2 separate regions of the Mus musculus genome follow, and region 2 is linked to region 1. The links are chromatin contacts, called in public Hi-C maps. All regions are on one chromosome and are shown on one strand. Each heading gives the region's core, a stretch centred on a gene start, on an enhancer-like site or on the middle of the called end of the contact. The rest is flanking DNA. Distances are from core to core; before and after follow the strand shown.

Region 1 (2,714 bases), core at 81-2,580:
TCAGATATACCCCCTGCCAAGAGGTCCTAGCATCTGTCATCTAACTCTGACTTCTCTTTGTGAACCAATGTGAGCATGTACTGTTGAACTCGGAAAGGAAACTGAATGAGCATTAGCCCAGCTCACCGCTGACCACCCACCTCAGACCCCAATACAACCTCAGCATTTTAAATGCCCTGTGTGCCTGTTGTGGGATATGAAGGCTTCCCCTGAAGGATTGTGTATTAAAAGGCTTGGTATAAACTGGCATGCCTTGGGGAAGTGATTGGATCCTTGGGCAACCTGGTCTAATCAAAGGATTAATCCTTTGATGAAACCTTAATATTAATAGCAGGATTGGGAGAGGATGGAGAGAAGGAAACAGAGGCTAGTGTGAGGAAGTGGGTCACTAGGACATGCCCCAGGCAGATATACTATGTCCTTAGCCTCCATCTGTCTTTGTTTCCTATCTCTCTTAAGGTAAACAACTTTGCAATGTGGTGCTGCTGTGATGCCTCATGGCCCAGAGACAGAGAAACAGCTGACTCTGGGTGAAACCATGAGCCAAAATAAATATCGTCACTTCACCAGCATCTGCTGAAGTGGGAGAAAGGCTGGTAGCACAATGCATATTCCTGATTACTTCTTTATTGGTTGGTGTATCATTCTGGTTTCTGTCCCAGGGCTCCAAGGCTCAGGAGGCAGCAGGCAGGCAATATTTCTGCCTTCCCAGAGAGCACTTCTTTACTAAGCACCAGAAGATGAGGCATAAAGCAAATCAGTAAGCAATGTTTACATGTGTTCATTTAGTTACTCTTGAATTCAGTTTGATTTGTATTAATTTATCTTTAATTTATCCTTTATTAGCTAGAAATAAGTGCTTAGGAGAAAACTGATATGGAAGGAGACAGGAGTGTAATTCATTGGCTGTGCAAGGAAAGAGCTGGAGATTTATGGGAAAAGTTTTGTGTATCTGGAAGAGGCAAATTTCAGGCAGAAGGAATTAAAGTTCAAAGGCCCTGAGATGGGAACGAGCTTGCTAGTGTGGTGGTAGTAGAGGGGACCTGGGAGGAAAGATCATAACAAGGAAGGGCACAAGGCTGGAGAGGCCTCTAAGAGTTGTGCTGGATCCTGGCAGAGTGGGCTCTGGGGAATGAGAATGAAAATCTACATCCTTCAAGCCTGCATCTCACACACTGGCAGTGTGAGAACAGAGTGCTAGCATAGATTACCAAGAGTGAGGCTCAATGCTACTCAACATCCAAGCAGCCTGGCTTTAAGACACCCCGAAAGCCAAACTCCAGTTGGCTACAAACTCCATTCCCATTGGAACCTCTGAAGTCAATGTTCCAGTGACTGCAAACCCTTTTCCAACAGAAGATAGATGCGACATCTGCTGACAGTTGAAGCTGGCAAGGCTGAGAACCCACAAGGAATTACCAAAAATACCCAAATCCCTGTTCTTAAGGGAATTCTTAAGGGAAACAATGAGACTCTCTATCCTGTTCACCAGACTTGTAGTCTTCTTTACTAACACATCTGGATTTCTTTGAAATCCAAAGCTGCCTGTAGCTGATGAGTCACCATGTGGAATCCCAGGGGATGACCTTGCACAACCAATAGGCTGTTTCAGCCCTTCTGTTCCAGTGTAGCCTCCTCTCCTTAGTTTCCTCCTTATCATCTTCCAAGTGTTCCTTCTTATGTGAAGAGAGAGAGAGAGAGAGAGAGAGAGAGAGAGAGAGGGAGAGGGAGAGGGAGAGGGAGAGGGAGAGGGAGAGGGAGAGGGAGAGGGAGAGGGAGAGGGAGAGGGAGAGGGAGAGGGAGAGGGAGAGGGAGAGGGAGAGGTGGGAGGTAGGAGGTGGGAGGAGAGATACTCTTGCCTTTTTGTCTTTTGTTTTCCTGCTCTGGCACTTTGCCCTTAATAAAGTCTTCTTTGCCCTCCCTCTTCTAATCAATACGTCTTCAGATTCATCTCTGTGGCTTCCTCTCCTCTGCCAGGAGGCATATGTTATATGCCATCTTCTTCCCTTCCAGGCCTACACCTACTGGGGTCCCCATGGATACAAGAAGTGAAATCACCACGTAACCCTCCAATGGGGAGCTGAAACTTGGCCCAGGGAATGTGTCTTCCCTGTCTGCCAATTGCCCACAAAAGAATGCCACTTAAAGGGAGCCCGTTTGCTGGCATTGTCTGGCAGTATGGAATAGCCTAATTCTAACTGTGACTTGCCTGCCGTGCTATTGTCATTGGAACAAAGATGTTTCCTGAGTTGGAGGTGCTTTTGACATGACAAGGGTCAAACATGTACATATTCAATATCCATCCAAGTTGCCATTATGCAGAAAAGTCTGGCTTGAAATCACCCAGGCTAATTGTAGTTTCAGTCTAGTCCGGTCTCGGGAGTGAGATTTGAGGAGCCATAAAAAGTCATCACCCCATATTCACCACCTCGACACACACCCATTTCCTTTGCTCCACCTCAGAGTGAAGATCTGTACATGTGCCACTTTTACTTTAGGTTAAATACTTTGTAGCCTAGCAGAATCATCCTTAGTTGCCCCAAAATGTAGGGTAAGTCAGAGATCTCCAGATAGAATGAGTACTGGAGCCCATCAATCCATTCCTGCCACTGCTTCTTGAAGCCAAATAGTGGTGCCGTTGAAAATTAGTTCTGTAAAGTTCAGAGACATGTCTTATGAGACCGACTTGCTACCCACTGCACTAACAAAGCTCT
Region 2 (2,714 bases), core at 132-2,631, 58 kb after region 1:
CCTTTATGGAGCTAGGTGGCGTGGTTCCATATCTGTGATGCTTTATCTTGACGGCCACTCGATGGGGCTGAGAATCACCATGGAAATGCACTCTGTAAGACTTTCTAGGTTACATTGAAGAGGGAAGAGCGACCCTAGGTGTGGGTGGCACAGTCCCATGGGCTGGGGTTCTGGATGGTACCCTACCGCTCTCTCCAACATTCATCTCTCTGCTGACTGCAGACGCAGTGTGACCAGCTGCCTCATGCTCCTGTCTCCGAGCCTTTCCCAGCACAATGGGCTACACCTCAAAATATGAGCTGGAACAAGCGCTTTCTTAGTTGCTTTTGTCAGGAATTTATCACAGTATGGAGCCAGTGATAAATACAGTGTCGCCAATGTTTTTAGCCTGCTGTGCATCTTTTTTCATCTTCCCCTGGCCTGTCAGGGTCCATGAGCTCCACACCACCTCCTCCCTGCTCAAGCCTCCCAGGCCTCTTCTGCTCCCAGTCAGAACCTATTTCCAAAGACCTATCCTTTCAACGTTTGTTTCTTCTAAAAACACCACTGTTTAATGTCTTACCAACAGCCAAGCTTTAGTCCATCTGGAATTGTTTTACATAGCCCAGTGTCCCCTTCTTCTGATGAAAAAATCAGTTGACAATATAGTCAGGAAAAAAAAAAAACTTCCTTGCTTGATTCAAAGGCTGCCTTTGAGTTCTCTTACAGAGTTCTAGTTTTTCCTAATTCTAAACCCATGATGCCATATTTATAGATTATATTGGACTTCACAATATATTCTGATTCATATTATATGATACATAGTATAATGTAAAGCATAGTAGTATATGTATCAATATAATATGTAGCACAATGCTTTCTGATGCATGTTAATATAATACATATTTAATATATAGCATAATATTTTCTGATCCACATTAATATAAAGTATAATACATATATAAACTCAGTAACCCACTTCCCTTCACCACCATTAAAAATAAATATCAATATTTTAATTGATACTGGAGTTTCAAGATTGTTTGACAATTTTGTTTTTTAAATAGTTTTACTTATTAAAAGATTTTCCCACTCAAGACAACAGTAGTTATTTTCATTTGACCACATGCAATGATATTTTGAGAATTATTTTTAGAAGTTTGTTTCATATTGCTCCTGGAGTCTCCTTACTTGCCTCCCTAAATTATACTTTGTGTCTAGTGCTGTGAGCACACCACTTTCCCTCTATACCCACTTCAAGGGCACCGAGGTTGGTAGAGAGGAAGGTGCTTAGCAGTGCAGCTGCTTAGTTACATTGTTTCTGGTGCTCCAACAAATACTGATCTGAGTTAGGCTACCCCTCCCTACCTCCCTCCCTCCGTCCCTTCTTCATGTTCTGAGAGTCCATTGAGTTTCTTATTATACAAGCAAGCTGTCAGCACAAAAGATCAGAGAGCTGTGGCTTCTCCAGTGCTTACACTGGTCATTTTGTTTCCTTCCTTGGCACATTTACAAGAACTTCTGTGATAATTTAAAGATTGTAATTTTGCCATTTTCAACAGTTTGGCTTAACGGTCTTCGTTATATTCAAGCTATTTCCTTCTGTGAGAATTTTCCTCTGTCCTGTTAGACATGGCTTTCACATGATCAAGCAGGCTTCTTGGCTCCCTCTTTAACATAGCAACAGCAGCATGGCTTTCACTGAGACCATCTCTGACTCAAGCCAGTGTCGGACTCCTGACATTCTTGGATTAGCCGCTGCATGGTCATTACACATTCTTCCTTTGGTTAAGAGGCTTTGTTACTGTACATAAGTAAAGTTTATTTTCTACTGTTGATGCTGTCTTCACTGGAACAGTGTGTGTGTGTGTGTGTGTGTGTGTGTGTGTGTGTCTGTGTGTGTGTCTGTGTGTGTGTCTATGTCTGTGTGTGTCTGTGTGTGTGCTAAAAATAGGACCCAGGGTCTTACACGTGCCAGACTAATTCTGTTTAGTATACAGATACTCTGCCACTGAGCTGCATCTCCAGGCCCAGACCTGGACTTTGAATTAAGGATCTGAGCTGTGCATGTTTTCTACGGTGCGGCCCTGGCTTGTGTGCTGAAGCCGCTTGCTTCTCTGACAGCCTAGGCTGGATGCATAGAAACTGGCAGAGTTGGAGCTGGGATGCCATCAGTTTTCAACCCTCACCCAGATGGATGTGTCAGGAAGTCAGGCCTGAGAGCCCTGCCTGGGATTTGGAAATATTCAAATAGCAGTAGGGACCTTGTGTTTATAGACAGTGATATGCCACTAGGCTTATCTCTGATAGAGGAACTTTGTCAAGGGTGAAGATTGCTTCTCTTTTTAGTGACTTGTTTCCTCAATTTTTTTTTCTTGCCTTGAGTCATTTTTGTTTTAATTTCTTTGAAGAAATTAGCCATGTAGGTGGCCAGATGACAGACCGGCCATAAAGTTGCAGGTCTCTTATTTTCCTTCAGACCTGAGATTTCTATTACCTTGGGTTTTTTTGAGGAAACAATGTTGCTTTTGTCCTAAATTAGATTTGTGGGGAGTTAATATGGTGTTTCTTAAAAGCAAGCTTTCCAGAAGGCTGAGGAATGCAGCACTTGCCTGCTTTGCACTTGCAAGGCATTCTTGCATCACAATAGATAGGTAGGTAGATAGATAGATAGATAGATAGATAGATAGATAGATAGATAGATAGAATACATAGATAACACTCAGAAAAGGCTT

Evidence for each region. A called contact is a pair of places that touch in the nucleus more often than the background predicts.
Region 2: a contact with region 1 is called in a Hi-C map of Sertoli cells, with 3 times the contacts expected there. The contact joins two enhancer-like sites. A contact is called at or near these places in 41 of 484 Hi-C or Micro-C datasets (Sertoli cells, Th1 cells, adipose-derived mesenchymal stem cells and 23 more) and 4 of 115 datasets of contacts at active chromatin or transcription factors (astrocytes, embryonic fibroblasts, epiblast stem cells and 1 more).

What each region holds. Positions count from the first base shown.
Region 1 is chr7:117,309,416-117,312,129 of GRCm38.p6, forward strand. All of the region lies in intron 2 of Gm39075 (a long non-coding RNA gene), which reads left to right. Among named protein-coding and RNA genes, the nearest start is that of Xylt1, 70 kb to the right of the region's middle. Within about 2 kb of position 1,331, at least 24 of the 459 cell types and tissues checked have an H3K27ac peak or open chromatin away from gene starts, as enhancers often do. A contact at or near this core is called in Sertoli cells, where this site is marked.
Region 2 is chr7:117,367,465-117,370,178 of GRCm38.p6, forward strand. No RefSeq gene overlaps it. Among named protein-coding and RNA genes, the nearest start is that of Xylt1, 12 kb to the right of the region's middle. Within about 2 kb of position 1,382, at least 10 of the 459 cell types and tissues checked have an H3K27ac peak or open chromatin away from gene starts, as enhancers often do. A contact at or near this core is called in Sertoli cells, where this site is marked.